Regions from separate parts of the Mus musculus genome. Here region 2 is linked to region 1. Evidence: chromatin contacts called from public Hi-C data. All regions are on one chromosome and are shown on one strand. The core of a region is the stretch at or near the end of the contact, and the rest is flanking DNA. Distances in the headings are between cores, read along the strand shown. Region 1 holds the start of Rbp4 (retinol binding protein 4, plasma). Region 2 overlaps Fra10ac1 (FRA10AC1 homolog (human)).

Region 1 (6,824 bases), core at 2,080-4,579:
CAGGTTACACACAAACATGTAACACATTCCAGAGGCCAGAACTTAGACTGTGGCTTTAGGAAGTTTTGGGGGGATGGCACAAGGAAAGCAAGAGCTGATGGTGTAGTCTCTATGAAAGGGGATAGAAAGACTTTGACAAAACGAGTCATCAATTCAGGCATAAGTGCTAAATCCTGAGAAACTAGACATGAGAAAGGTTTGTTTGCTGGCTTTGTTTTGTGAGACAGGGTCTTACCTTGTAACTCTGGATGGTTTGGAACTGACTATTTCGATCAGGCTGGCCTTGAACCCACAGAGAATATGGCTGCTTCTGCCTCTCGAGTGCTGGGGGATTAAAGGTGTGTTCCACCATGCCTGGTTTCTGACTGGCCTAAAAATATGTACTTTTTATGAAGCTTTTCAGTGAAGGAAGGTAAGTCAGTATCTATTGTGTGTAAATGGTGCGTCTCATAGAAGAAAGAATGGTGCAGCTATCAGCCTTGAAGAGAGAAATGACAAAGAAATGAACTTTATGTATATTAGATGCAAACTCAGAACACAACTGCGCATATAAAAAGAGCCAGAAAAAAATGTTGGCATATGAAGTATTTGTTTTATTGTATGTTTGACATTTTGTCTGTAGAAAAGCTGAAAAATACAAGCGGTACAAAGAAAAATAAGCCTTCAGTTGTCTGAATCCTATCATATATGGCTAACAGGATAACCACTGTGAATAGTTAACCTTTGGATACATATATACGAATTTTTTAAAATGTTATTTATTATGTCCAAAGCATCAGTTGGCCTGAAATCACATATTTGTAATCATGAAGAAACCCAGGAGAGAATGCCAAAATAAATTGTTTTTCTTTGCTGGGATCTAAAACATCAAGGTTTGAGAGAGGAGGGAGTGGGGAAAGGAGGAGTGGGGGAAGGGAAGAGAGGAGAGAGAGGAGGAGATTAATGGCTCTGCTTTCTAAACACCTAGGATATAAATGAATAACATTGTGGAGAGAAGACACATCGATATCCTCCACATTTATTTGCTATACAGAAAACATCTGAGCCACCAGATGTGCTCCAGGAGAACTGGTTGACCAGAGGGATTATGGGTCTTTTCTTTCAGAAATACTCAGCCAGAGGCAATGGGCTTACCCAGAAGCACATCGCTCAGGCTCTTCAGGACAAGCAGAGGACGGAATACAGTGCTGGGGAGATGCCAGGAGGTACCCAGAAGTCCTTCCCTGCGTGCAGAGATGTGGACCACAACCTCAGCAAACACATGGTTCCACCATGACCTTCTGAGCACGTCTTATTTGAGCTGCTGGCTTCTACCTTCTTTATCTGTGGTTGCAACCATCAGTGAGCCAAAAATATTAGAGGAAAAGGTCGCAGAAAAATAAAAACCAGAGGAAACAACCTGAACTCGCTGCACAGCAAGCACTCTGTTGAACACACGGGGGAATGGTGACACATTCCACACCCTGTGGTGGCCTCACGCCATCCCACAGACCCCCAGCCTCTCCTCAGTGTGTGTGTGTCTGAGTACTGGACACCTTCAGCTTGTTTATGAACCATGTAGTTAGGTGTTCATGTCCAGATGGCTACCAACTTTTTAATCATTCTCTAAACAATATAGCTTTAAAAAAAAGTTTGCATAACAACACACAACACTTGTGTCTACACTGAACTCATAGTTCTTTGTTTACAGTACAATAGTTATTTATATAACATGTACATTGTATTAAACATTATAATCCAGAGAAGACTAAAATACACACAAGGGTGTATATAGATTATATTCAAATGCATCCTTTTCTACAAAGGATTTGTGGGGCATAAGGTACTGGAATCAATGCCCCAGTTGAAACTGAGAGGCAAGAAATGCATCCTTTGGTAAAACTAGTCCAGTCAAATTTCCCAGTTAGCCTCCTGGCCAGAAACACTCTTCCCTAGTTGTAGAGTCCTATGGAAATAAAACATGGTCTCTGGTGCCACAGAGACTACAAGGAGCACAATGGGTGCAGGGGTGGAGAGAGAACCAGGCAGGTGAATGTCCAAAAGCTCACAGGAAGCTGAAGGAGGCCGCAGGTATCTCTGCAAGGTTGCCAGGCATGGCTAAGGTGCTTGTTGAAAGAAATGGCAACTTAGTTCTTTCTGTGGCGTCTCTGTCTCTCCTCCTTTCCCCATCTCCTCTTATATAGCTATGGCAGAGTGGTCAATGTACTCTCATATGCTCAGACTTTGGGCAATGGAGACACAAATACTTTCTCGTCAAAAAAAATTTTTTTTTTTCCCACTAAATCTCATTTGGTCGAAATCTTCCTCCTTTTAACTGCTAGGTTCAGTTTGACAGATCGCAAACTCCAAATACAGAGGGAAATGTAGAGTTATATCGTGCCATAGGCAAAAAAAAAAAAAAAAAAAAAAAAAAAAAAAAAAAAAAAAAAAAAAAATCAACCCTTCAACAGCTTTTTTTGGCTACTACCATTAAGGTTATGGAATTCTTTCCCTCTCCTTTTTCTCTTCCTGAGCCAGTTTTCCTCGCTGTTCTGGAAATAAATAAATCCTAATATGGCTTAGAAATAAAAATGCATGGTAAACACTTGGCAATTATGTTTTTCAGTGTGGTTTCAGGGGAGTGTGGCAAGAGAAGTGGACGATCAACCACTCGGCCATTGGCGCTGAGAAAATATTTCCTGTCCTGACCAGGTTGCGTTTCTAGAGAATATTTAACAGGGAGCGGTTTAGTCCTTCTAAAGATGATGAAATGAAAGAATAAATATTGACCCAAACAGCACCACAACTCATCAAAGAGTAAAATATGCCCTTTCTCAAAGGGGGAAAAAAAAACAGCCAAAATATGCCAAAAAGCTTCTCACAACAGCTCCTCAGTAGAAGCAGGGGCCACTTGGGAAAGCCAGGGCCTGGACGCTAATGTTCCAGGCTACATCATAGGTCCCTTTTCGCTCAGTGAGGCCACCATCACCACACCATGGCCACGTAGGCCTCCAGCCAGGGCAACAGGACCTGGAGGCCACCCAAGACTGCAGCTGGCTGCCGCTGGGTCCCCGGGCCAGCTCTTGGCCCCGATGGATCCTCTGGGCTGGAGAGTTTGGCTCCACCGAGACCACCCTGAGCGGAGCTCGGAGCATAGGCGACGTGGGACGGCAAGGCTGACGGAGGGGCCCCGCGTGCGTTCAGGAGTGAGTCAGGGAGCGTTATGCAAGCTCGGCCGCCCCCCCCCCTCCCGCCCCCGGCACCTCCCCGCGGTCTTTCACCCCGCGCGGTTACGAAAGCGCGACCCCCTCCCCCCGGAGCTATAAAGGACCGACGGCCGCTCGGCTCCGTCGCTCCACGCGCGCGCGAACGCGGCGGCCAGGCTTGCACGCGGCTCCTGCTGGTGAGCCGCCGCGCGCTCCCCCGGGGACCTGCAGGGCGGGGTGGGGCGGGAGGGGGCGACGGGCGGCCTCGGTCCTCCGGCCCCGCGTTTACCCTGCGCCTGTCCCGCAGGGCAGACTCCGGGGTGAGATGGAGTGGGTGTGGGCGCTCGTGCTGCTGGCGGCTCTGGGAGGCGGCAGCGCCGAGCGCGACTGCAGGGTGAGCAGCTTCCGAGTCAAGGAGAACTTCGACAAGGCTCGTGTAGGTATCAGCCCGGGTTCCCCGATTCCTGCGGGTCAGAGGTGGAGCCCAGACTCCAGTCCCTAGCTCTCTCATCTCTTTCTCAGTTCTCTGGGCTCTGGTATGCCATCGCCAAAAAGGACCCCGAGGGTCTCTTTTTGCAAGACAACATCATCGCTGAGTTTTCTGTGGACGAGAAGGGTCATATGAGCGCCACAGCCAAGGGACGAGTCCGTCTTCTGAGGTCAGTGGCCTCTGGTGGGCTGTGTGCGGCGTTCCAAAGTGCCTCCCACCTTGCCTTTGGCTCCCTGGGAGCCCAACCCTCACTGGGATGGGAAAAGAGTACCTTGGATGAGGTAGAAGCCCTTTCCTGGCTTGGCTCAGGATTCTCTTGGCTTTTGCAGCAACTGGGAAGTGTGTGCAGACATGGTGGGCACTTTCACAGACACTGAAGATCCTGCCAAGTTCAAGATGAAGTACTGGGGTGTAGCCTCCTTTCTCCAGCGAGGAAGTGAGTAGTGGGGCATACATGGCCAAATCACTGCGTTTCTGTTCAGCGGCACCGTTGGGAAGGGCTTCGAGAGGCAGAACCCTCAGCCCTGTCTGAATTTAGGGGATGTGGGATTAGAAGCGACTGGATTCTCAGCCTAAAATACCTAATCCAAGTTCGGAAGGGCCTTTGGGCTTATCGGGTACCATTTCCCTGATCATCCACTGTGACTTACTTCACGCTGTCTCACACATTACCACTCCACTCTGTCTCTTGGAGTGGAATCTCTGAGACAGTAGGACAATCTGGAACATCGGCAGAGCTAGAGACCGATATCCAAGAGGAGGGAACTATGTGTCTGAGCTGGGTCACAGCCCAGGCCCCTCCCGGTGGACTCCCAGCCAGGCAGTGTTCTGGAAGCAATAGTCTCCTTTCCTTAAATACTCATATGCAAGGCAGGATTTTGAGAACTCCCAACAAAGTTCCCTAAAGTTTGGGATTCTTCTCAGGACACACAATTGACATGTTCTTTGACTCCCCCAGCCCATTTCACTTAAATTATAGATCCGAAAGCTACTTGATAACTAAGGAATAATTTAGGGTGGGAAGAAGTATTGTGAGATCTCAGAAAGAAGGAACTAATCTCAGCCCTAAGGCAATGGCTCTAGACCTGCGTTCTGAGACCCTTGGGGGTCAAATGACCTTTTCACGGGAGCCAGCTCAAGCTGTCTAAAAACACAGACGTTTACTTACATTATGATTCATAGCAGTAGCAAAAATTACAGTTATGAAGTAGCAACAAAAATAATTCTATGGTTGGTGGTTATTGCAACATGAGGAGCTGTATTAAAGGATGGCGGGATTAGGAAGGGTGAGAATCACTCTCCTAGGGTGAAGGGGGGTGTCCGGGATAAATTTCTCCTTATTTTAACCTTTTCAGAAAGACCGTGTGCAGGGTAATAGTTAAGTATGCCACGTTAAAGTTAGACTGACTGAGTGCTGGAGATGTAGCTCATTGGCAGAACAATTGTCGCACATTCACGAGGTTCTGGAATCTATCTCCAAACATATGGGTGCAGGGGCTTGTGCATACACACTTGTGTGTGTGCGCGTGTGTGCGCGCCCGGCTTGTGCATGCACACTTTGTGTGTGTGTGTGTGTGTGTGTGTGTGCACGCGCGTGTGCTCCAGAGTGCGTGCTCACGAACTCCTGTGCACACACACACACACACGTTCATACCCACACACCCACAACCTAAGTTCAAATCCTAACTAAACTATTACCCGTGGGACCCTGAGTTGTTACCTAACTTTTCTGTGCCCCAGTTTCCTCCTTGTGCAAAGTAGACAGAATCACAACATGCAGATCGTGGGACTGTGAAGATATAATGCATGGGTGTGCAGAAAGCGCCAGGAAGAGTGTCTGAGGCATAAATTCTGTGTTGGATAGCATTTCTTCTTAGTAAAGAAATCTTACTCTTAGGTAAAGAAATCATAGTTTTATATTCTGGCTCTCGAGTGGGAGAACTCAGATATCTTCAGGTACAAGTTTACTACTATTTAAGTTAAGAAATGAGTGCACCAGGGGCACACACACAGCTAACTGTTGGGACCTGGTGACACCTCTTAGCCCAAATGATGTAAAGAAACATTTCCCCTGCCTTTACCCCTGTTTTCTGAGTCTACCAACTCACTTGAGGTGTCTGCCTTCCACTGTTTAATATGCTTGTCTGGGGGCCTCCTTCACAAACTCCAAATTCATTCCTTGTGCTAATTTCCTTCCTTGACCTTGACCTTACATTAAGCGTGAATTTGGACAGGAGGTTGCAGGCCACTCAGAGAGGTCTCTCTCCTTGTCACAATTTACACCTTACCAGATGGATACATTTGTAATAAGGCAGGCTGATTGGAAATAACTCAAGGCAAGTTAAATATAATAAACATCTATAGCTGATGCTGGAGTTCCAAGAAAATTCTGGCCATCCTGAATCCCCATTGTAGTAGATTAGAGAGCTAAAGGCATAGTGGCCATGACCATGAGCTTGTCAGCTGGGTGGAATGAGGAGCTGACTCCTTGGCCCTTTTTTGACTTTTTCTTTCCCCCATAAATGGCCTGGGAATCGACCCCAGACCATGTTAGGCAAGAGCTCTAATACCATGCTCCCTCCTTCAGTGCAAGCAGACTGCTCTGGTCTGCTGCCCCCTCCTTGAGCATGCTCTGTACTGATCTCTTTCTCTTCTCATTCTATGCACGGAGTGAGACATCTCAAAAGTAAAGGTCATTGCTATCAGCCTGTATTGGTCAAATATAGACATAGTTGCAGACTAGGTTCTCTAAAATCTGATTTCCTCTGCTCTCAACTTAAGTTAAGGAATAGTTCCTATTTAAAAGATTGTCGAAAGAACTAGTCATGGTAACACATGAACGAGTTTAGCTTGGTGCCTAATAAGAGCTTCTTAAATATTGGCTACGATCATTATTTTGTTATGCCCTCCCGGAAAAACATGAACTAAGACTTCTTTCTTCCTTGTCTCAAATAAATGTTGCCACTCTCTTGGCCAAAGGATCCTTGTTAATAGAGGAACAATTATTTAATGTGAGGCTTGAACATCTACATCAGTGTTTCTCCAAGTCACTGCCCTCTGGCCAACTTCCATTAGATCAGCTGCAGTACTTTTTCAAAGTGCAGATTTATGGGTCCGAACCCCAGACTTTCTGAATCAGAAACTCTTGG
Region 2 (6,824 bases), core at 2,383-4,882, 66 kb before region 1:
ATGAGCCATGGCTGCCTTGGAGCTTGTCTTAGTCAGGGTTTTACTGCTGTGAACAGACACCATGACCAAGGCAAGTCTTATAAAAAAACAACATTTAATTGGGGCTGGCTTACAGGTTCAGAGGTTCAGTCCATTATCATCAAGGTGGGAACATGGCAGTATCCAGGCAGGCATGGTGCAGGAGGAGCTGAGAGTTCTATGCCTTCATCCAAAGGCTGCTAGTGGAAGACTGACTTCCAGGCAACTAGGGTGAGGATCTTATACCCACACCCACAGTGACACACCCTTTCCAACCAGGTCACGCCTATTCCAACAAGGCCACACCTTCAGATGGTGCCACTACCTGGTCCAAGGACATACAAACCATCACATTGGATATACAAACCATCACAGAGCTGCAGTTGTAGACTGGCGAGCTGCTGCATGTGGCTGCTGGAAACCAGCGTAGGTTCTCTGAAAGAGCAGTATTCACCCCTTACCACTGAGCCATCTCTCCACTGCTATGCCTCCCCCTCCGTTTTGAAAAGATTATTTTTTTTTAAATTGTAATGTACATATTTATTTTGAGACAAGTTCAAGCTATTCTTGACTTTGCAATCCGTGTGTCTCACTGTCCAAATTTCTAGCATTACAGGCAAATGCCATCAGGGCTATTAAGTAGATGCCCTGAGAACCAGAGAGCTCAAGGAAATTATTCAAGGCTAAATAGTTAATGTTAAAGATAGGCTTAGAGACAAGTTTATAATCCCCAACTCAGTGCTGTTTTGCTCTTACTACCAATAACTGTTCACTATTGGTGAGTCAAATGAAAGCCTATAGTCAAATTGTTTATATTGTAATGAGATAGATAGATAGATAGATAGATAGATAGATAGATAGATAGATAGATAGAGAGAGAGAGAGAGAGAGAGATAGGTAGATAGATAGATAGAAGGAAGGATAGATGGATCCATCTTAAATGATTGGTCCATGTCTTGCTTCTTTTGTAGAAGGGGTATAAACAGGCCAGGCCAGCTTTATTGAATTATTGTCAAAAGAGAAGATATATACAAAAAGTCTGTCTCACACAAAGGAAGTCCTTGATAACCTGTAGCTCTGTTGCAATGCCAGCAAAAAGAAAAATGCCAGACATTAAACAGTCTGTATTTGCTCTCTGAATTGATCAGATCAAAAGTTAATACCTGACCATTTATTATGGTTATTAGAGACATTCGCCATTCTTCAGTTGAATGAGTTTTTAGTTATCATATAACATCCACAAAATGTAAGCATTTGGGAAAACCTGAAGCATTAAGCACCACACACTAAGGAGAGCTTTGAAGGCTGAAGCAGATCAGACACCGAGCAGCCGGTATGGTACAAGTACTGAAGTTGTGCCATGGGAAGAATGTTGGCGAACTATCGATGTTTAGTTTGGAGAAAGGTGGAGGATACGAGGAGGCGAGCGTGAGGGTGAGGACATAAAACTTGGAGGTGTTTGGAGGCTGTTACTCGATGGGAGAAGTATCTTTGGTGATTGGTTCATGGAGTCTGTAGATAAAAAGAACCTGAAAACACATTTTGTCCTCGATTTAAGGGAAACTGTCCCTTGGAATTCTCTGACAAATGGAAGTGAACTGTCTCAGGAGACAGATTGGATGTGGCTTGTTATCACAAGTACCATGGTGACTGGGTTCATCTGCAGGCAGAGCTGGATGAGCAGGCCCAAGAGACCAGTAGCACAGCAGGCCGCGGCTCAGCAGATCCAGGCTGGTGCTGCCAAGCCTGAAGACCTGATTTGACCCTTGGGACTCACGTGTCCAATGCGTGACCTGCACACACGCATTGTAGCATGTTCGCATTATATCACACACATAAATGTGAAGAGAAGAAAATAACTAATTCTTGCCCATAACCACTGCAGACTTGACAGTGAGGCTGTAAGAGGGCCGTTGTGTATAGACCACTCTACCTGTCTGTCATTCCGTAGTGGGACTCTTTCACCCCTGGCAGATGGTTGTAGTGGTAACTGTTAGTAGTGACTCCCGTCCTCAGGGTATCAAGAAGTTTTACTCATAGAGTGGAAGGAACTCTACAGATCATTTAGTCTATTCCTATAGATTTGATTCTCTGAGGTAATTTGACCACTTTTCCAATGGATACTCTGTCAGAGGGATTTATTTTAAGATGATTTAACTTTTTAAAAGTAAAATTTCATTATCTGGTATTAGAAAATTGATGTGCTGCTGGGCTGGGGCAATAGTCCATTTGGTACAGTGCTTCCGTGAAAGCAAGAGATACTGAATTGAGTTCTCAGAGCCCACTTTAAAAACTGGGACAAGGTCAGCTCAGTGAGTGAAAGCGCTTGCCACCAAACTTGACAGCTTAATCCCTGAACCCACGTGGGAGTGGGATAGAACTGATTTCCATAGCTTCTTGTCTAGCCTCCATACTGTGTCCTGCATGAGCACCCCTGCATGAGCATGCACATATATAAAAATAAGTGTATGATAAATGTCCAGGTATAGTTGCACACATTTTCAATCTTAGGGCTGGGAAGGCAGAGACAGGCAGATCTCTGGGTTTGTGTCAGGCAGCCTCACCTGTTTAGTAAGTTCAGGGCCAGTGAAAGACCCCTTCTGTGGACAGTACCCAAGGAACAACACTAGAAGTTGACCTTTGTCCTTCATGTATACACGCACACACTATACTTATGCATACCACACACAGACAGATAGACTCATACAAAGGAAATTAGTGTAGAAAAGCTGACTTGTGGAAAGTATTCTTAAGAGGGAACAGAGTGAACACCAGAGCTGTTTGCAGTGTAAGATTTTACAATCAACTGCTTGTTTTTAAAGGCCATGTAGGTTCTGTTCTCTGACGGCTGGACAGTAATGCCATATAGAGAACTTCATTAGGCATAATTGGGTTTTCTGTTCTTTCTTATCTCAGCAAGTGGAAGATTTTATTCTTTCTTGTGTTATCAGTTCAAGACACTGGGAACTGTGTTGATGGCTGTCACAGAGCAGGAATCTTCCTCTAAGACTTTATAGTTTCATCATCATGTGTACATAGCTCATTAGACAGCACCCTCCCCCTGCTATTTGTTAAAGTTGGTGCCACAACAGGTTCAGTTAGGATCAAAGTTCAGGCATACACATTGATTCAAAGATCAGAGTCCAGCAGGTAAAAGGCTAGAACCACCGTGGCAAATCAATGCGGCTTTATTTTTGTCCTGTGCTGAACTGAGGGACGTTCTGTACTGGCAAGCCAAATCCGAGTTAAGTCAGAACTCTAGTGGTAACTCTCCAAGGCAATTAGCTCTTATTACGTCATTCTTGAAGTAGCATCTTTTCTTTTAATCCTATGGACGTTGTGTAAGTTAAGGTTTGTAAAGAGCACACTGTGTTAGGATGAGCACATCAAGATGTTCTCTTACATTTGAAAGAGTATTTGTCAAACATTTGGAAAAATAATGCTTATTACTTTAGAAAAACTTATTCTGAGAAGAGGAGGCCTTCTCAGACATTGTTTGGAAGAATGGAAACTCTCTAACCTTTCTTCTGGAGGAAAACCTGACCCTGTAACTGGGTTAGAGCACATGTGGTGGCCAATGATGCTGCTTTTGGAATTTGATATTTTATTTGGAATAGATAAGCTCCTCAGATAAACATGGGCAGAAATGCACACTGTTCACCAAGAAAAACAGCGTGGTGGACTGTGTGCCCGCCCACTGTGGAGCTCTTGCTAGCATGTTTAAGATCCTGGGTTTAATCACCAGACTGCTCCCCACCCACCCTCACCCCCAATAAAAATAAAAATGGGAAATACAGCCTAAATCCCCACCAATCAGAAATTAACGATTGGTTAATCAAATTCCATATAACAGTTTTTGTTTTGTTTTGTTTTGTTTTGTTTGTTTGTTTAAGGTTTTCACAGGGCTAGATAGATGGCTCTGTGGCTAAAGCACATATTGGCCTTGGAGAGGATCCAAGTTCAGTTCTAGCGCCTTCATTGGGAGATCTGACACCTCAGCCCTCTGCAAACACCTGTACATACATATGCATCATTCAAAACAAAGATAAATCCTAGAAAGAAATCTCATTATAAAAGCTTTGACATATTTATACGTATTGTCAAGGAGAACTGTCTCTGCTATCTCAAATCCTTTATAGTTACAGTTATGCACAGTATAATCTTAATTTAAATATATATATATATATATGAATGATACCTTTTTAAAGACCAACCACACTTAAAAAGTGACTGTATTACCTGTGGCCTGGGGTAACTTTTCCTTAGGACTTTAAACATTTCCAAATTGCTTTTATTTTAGACAGTGGCAGTATGTATTACCTATAAAATCAGTAAAGATAATATATTCCTATTTTTAAAATATAACAAAATAGACCTCACATGAATTATCTAAACTCAACTAAAATTTATTCAATATTGGATAAAGTAGTATCAGGCAGACAAACTATTCCATGATGTAATTACATTAGTAAGTGGCTCATCTCCAGTGAAAACCCTTAGCCTACAGGAACTAATCTTGAGTGTAGGTCCTAATACATATATGTTCTTTACAAAATTCTTCATTTCTGTTGTATGGCCAAGGAAATAATTAAACCAGCTGCTATTTTAGTGTAACATGGGGAAGTTGTTCATTAGATATTACTTGCATTCACTTTTTGATGAGGCTCTGGTGTTTTTCATATTGTTTAATTTTTTAAAATTTATGGTATCTTGAGGAATAAGTTAAATTTTGTGGAATCATAGAAGTTGAAGCTAAAATACTGCTAAATTCATGGTTAATTTAATTGCACTGGTAAACGATTCAGAATGCGTTATGTTAAAACAATGACGACATTTCCTTGTCAATGAGCAGGAAACGCTGAGGAGGAAGACAGTGCTTCAGACTCTGAGCTCTGGAAGGGTCCGCTGCCAGAGACAGATGAGAAGTCCCAGTAAGTGCTCATTCGCAGGTGCTCCATCCTGGCCTCAGCTTAGCATCTGTGGGTACTGCCGTTCTTGATAGCAGTTGATGAAAATATTTAATGCCATGGATGTTGATTTAGTGCCAAAGTCTCCCTATCCTGGTAAGGTGCAAGTTTATTACCAGTCATTGTTTGGGGATGCAAGCAGCCAGTATGTGCAGCGTCAGTTCACTTTAACAGGCAGCCCTCTGTTCTTGCCTGGATTCTTTCCGAGACGGCTGCTCAGTCGCATCTTGGACAGCCTGTCCCATGGTGTTAGGATTCTCGTAACCCATTCCAAGGAGCCCCTTGAAGATTTACACAGGTGTAAGGATGCCTTGCCAGCAGCCATCTCAGCCTCCCACCCACAGGTGACCCAGTGCACTTGTTCTCTGCCGCCCTTGACTCCAGAGCCTGAGCTGCTGGCTACTTGAGGCTGGCTGCAAACACTAACGTTATTTAGCACTGGGTACTTCTCACCGTATTTCACAGGTTATACTGAATGTGGCGTCTCCTCAAAGCTCTGCTTTAGATGAAACCTCTATAAACTATAAATAGGTAGCCACTGTTCCCAGACTAATAAAGCACTGTGGCCTGAACAGATGTCCTCACATTCCTGGGAGTAAGACGTGGTTTGTTTTTTAGACATAGTTTCTGTTTCAGGCATTTCTTAAGCAGGTTGTAATTTGAAGTAGTGAACAGAGAAGGTACAAAGTCAACCAGAAAGGCAAAGAGAAGCAATGGTCTTTCACAAAGTACTTCAAAGAAAACTGAGGGGTTTTAAGAGAGGTGAAGTATTCCAGTTTTAATCATTCTGAGCATAGATAGGATTGTTTAGATACTAAGAATTATTTGAATTATGAAAGCCAACTGGTATAAAGAGTGATAGCTAATATACTAGACGAAAATATTTTAATTAGTTTCATATATCACTTAATTTTTTACTCTATTGATTTTTTTAATTTAATTTTCATTGAGTACTCTTGATTATAATCAATATTTGTACTTTTTTTTAATAGGGAAGAAGAATTTGATGATTATTTTCAGGATTTGTTTCTGTGAACTGGGAGAGAGAATCTTATTCCTTGGTGAGGAGATGTACAGAGACACTCGGTGAGTGTGTCCATGCTGTTGAGTCTGGACAGCCACTGGGATAGATCCTTCAGCAGCACGGGACATTTCAGACATTTCCTCCTTTACTTTCGTGGCTGCTCGGCTGCTTATCTAAAACCTGGTTTTGGCTCTAGCTCTACAGTTTATGGTATACTTGTTTCAAGTGTCATTTGAACATGGAGTGATTGTCATTGAGCTGTAAATAAATTATTTAGTGTCTTATTCTAAAATGTCAGAGTCTTTCCTTTCATTAAATAATTGTTATTAACTTATTCTGGAGTGCTCACCAGGCTTCTGGTGTGCATGAGCTGCTATGCTGAGCACTGCTTTGAAGGAGCTATTTTGAAAGTCATTTTACAATCCTTTCTGAACGATCAGAAAGCAGCAAAATTATTGCCAGTGTACCAGTGTTAAATATTGTGTAAAAGTCTCCTTATTGCCTCAAGGTGTTGTTTCTTTATAGTAGTACTTATTTTGAGTAAAAAGAAATACTTGATTTCTGAGGGAAATTATCTGAAACATCCAACATCAAAGTTGGAGTTTCTATAATAGTGGAATTTCTATAGCTAAGCATTCTTACAATGAAATATGTTGATCATTCAATGGTCATCAGAAAATAAGAGTTCTGCAAAATTAAATGGTAACTGGGAAGAGTACACACCATTTATAATAGAATAATATGTTTTGGATTGACAATACAGTTTATGATACGAAGTTCATGTATGAATTTAGATAATTATATAAAATCCCAGC

Evidence for each region. Hi-C and Micro-C count contacts between places; a contact is called where the count stands out from the background.
Region 2: a contact with region 1 is called in a Hi-C map of liver, with 9 times the contacts expected there. A contact is called at or near these places in 8 of 39 promoter capture datasets (the SN4741 cell line, embryonic stem cells, epiblast stem cells and 3 more), 10 of 484 Hi-C or Micro-C datasets (brown adipocytes, embryonic stem cells and liver), 6 of 130 datasets of targeted methods (embryonic fibroblasts, extraembryonic endoderm stem cells, fetal liver and 2 more) and 3 of 9 other capture datasets (adipose tissue, embryonic stem cells and liver).

The regions. Positions count from the first base shown.
Region 1 is chr19:38,121,316-38,128,139 of GRCm38.p6, reverse strand. Rbp4 (retinol binding protein 4, plasma) reads left to right here and starts at 3,329. Exons shown (of 6, transcript NM_011255.3): 1 at 3,329-3,382; 2 at 3,493-3,621; 3 at 3,708-3,844; 4 at 4,005-4,111. The coding sequence starts at 3,511. It overlaps Gm32440 (a long non-coding RNA gene), which reads left to right. Exons shown (of 4, transcript XR_877843.2): 4 at 1,106-2,386.
Region 2 is chr19:38,187,954-38,194,777 of GRCm38.p6, reverse strand. It overlaps Fra10ac1 (FRA10AC1 homolog (human)), which reads left to right. Exons shown (of 14, transcript NM_001081075.2): 13 at 4,871-4,949; 14 at 5,978-6,301. The coding sequence ends at 6,020. Among named protein-coding and RNA genes, the nearest start is that of Gm52398, 27 kb to the right of the region's middle.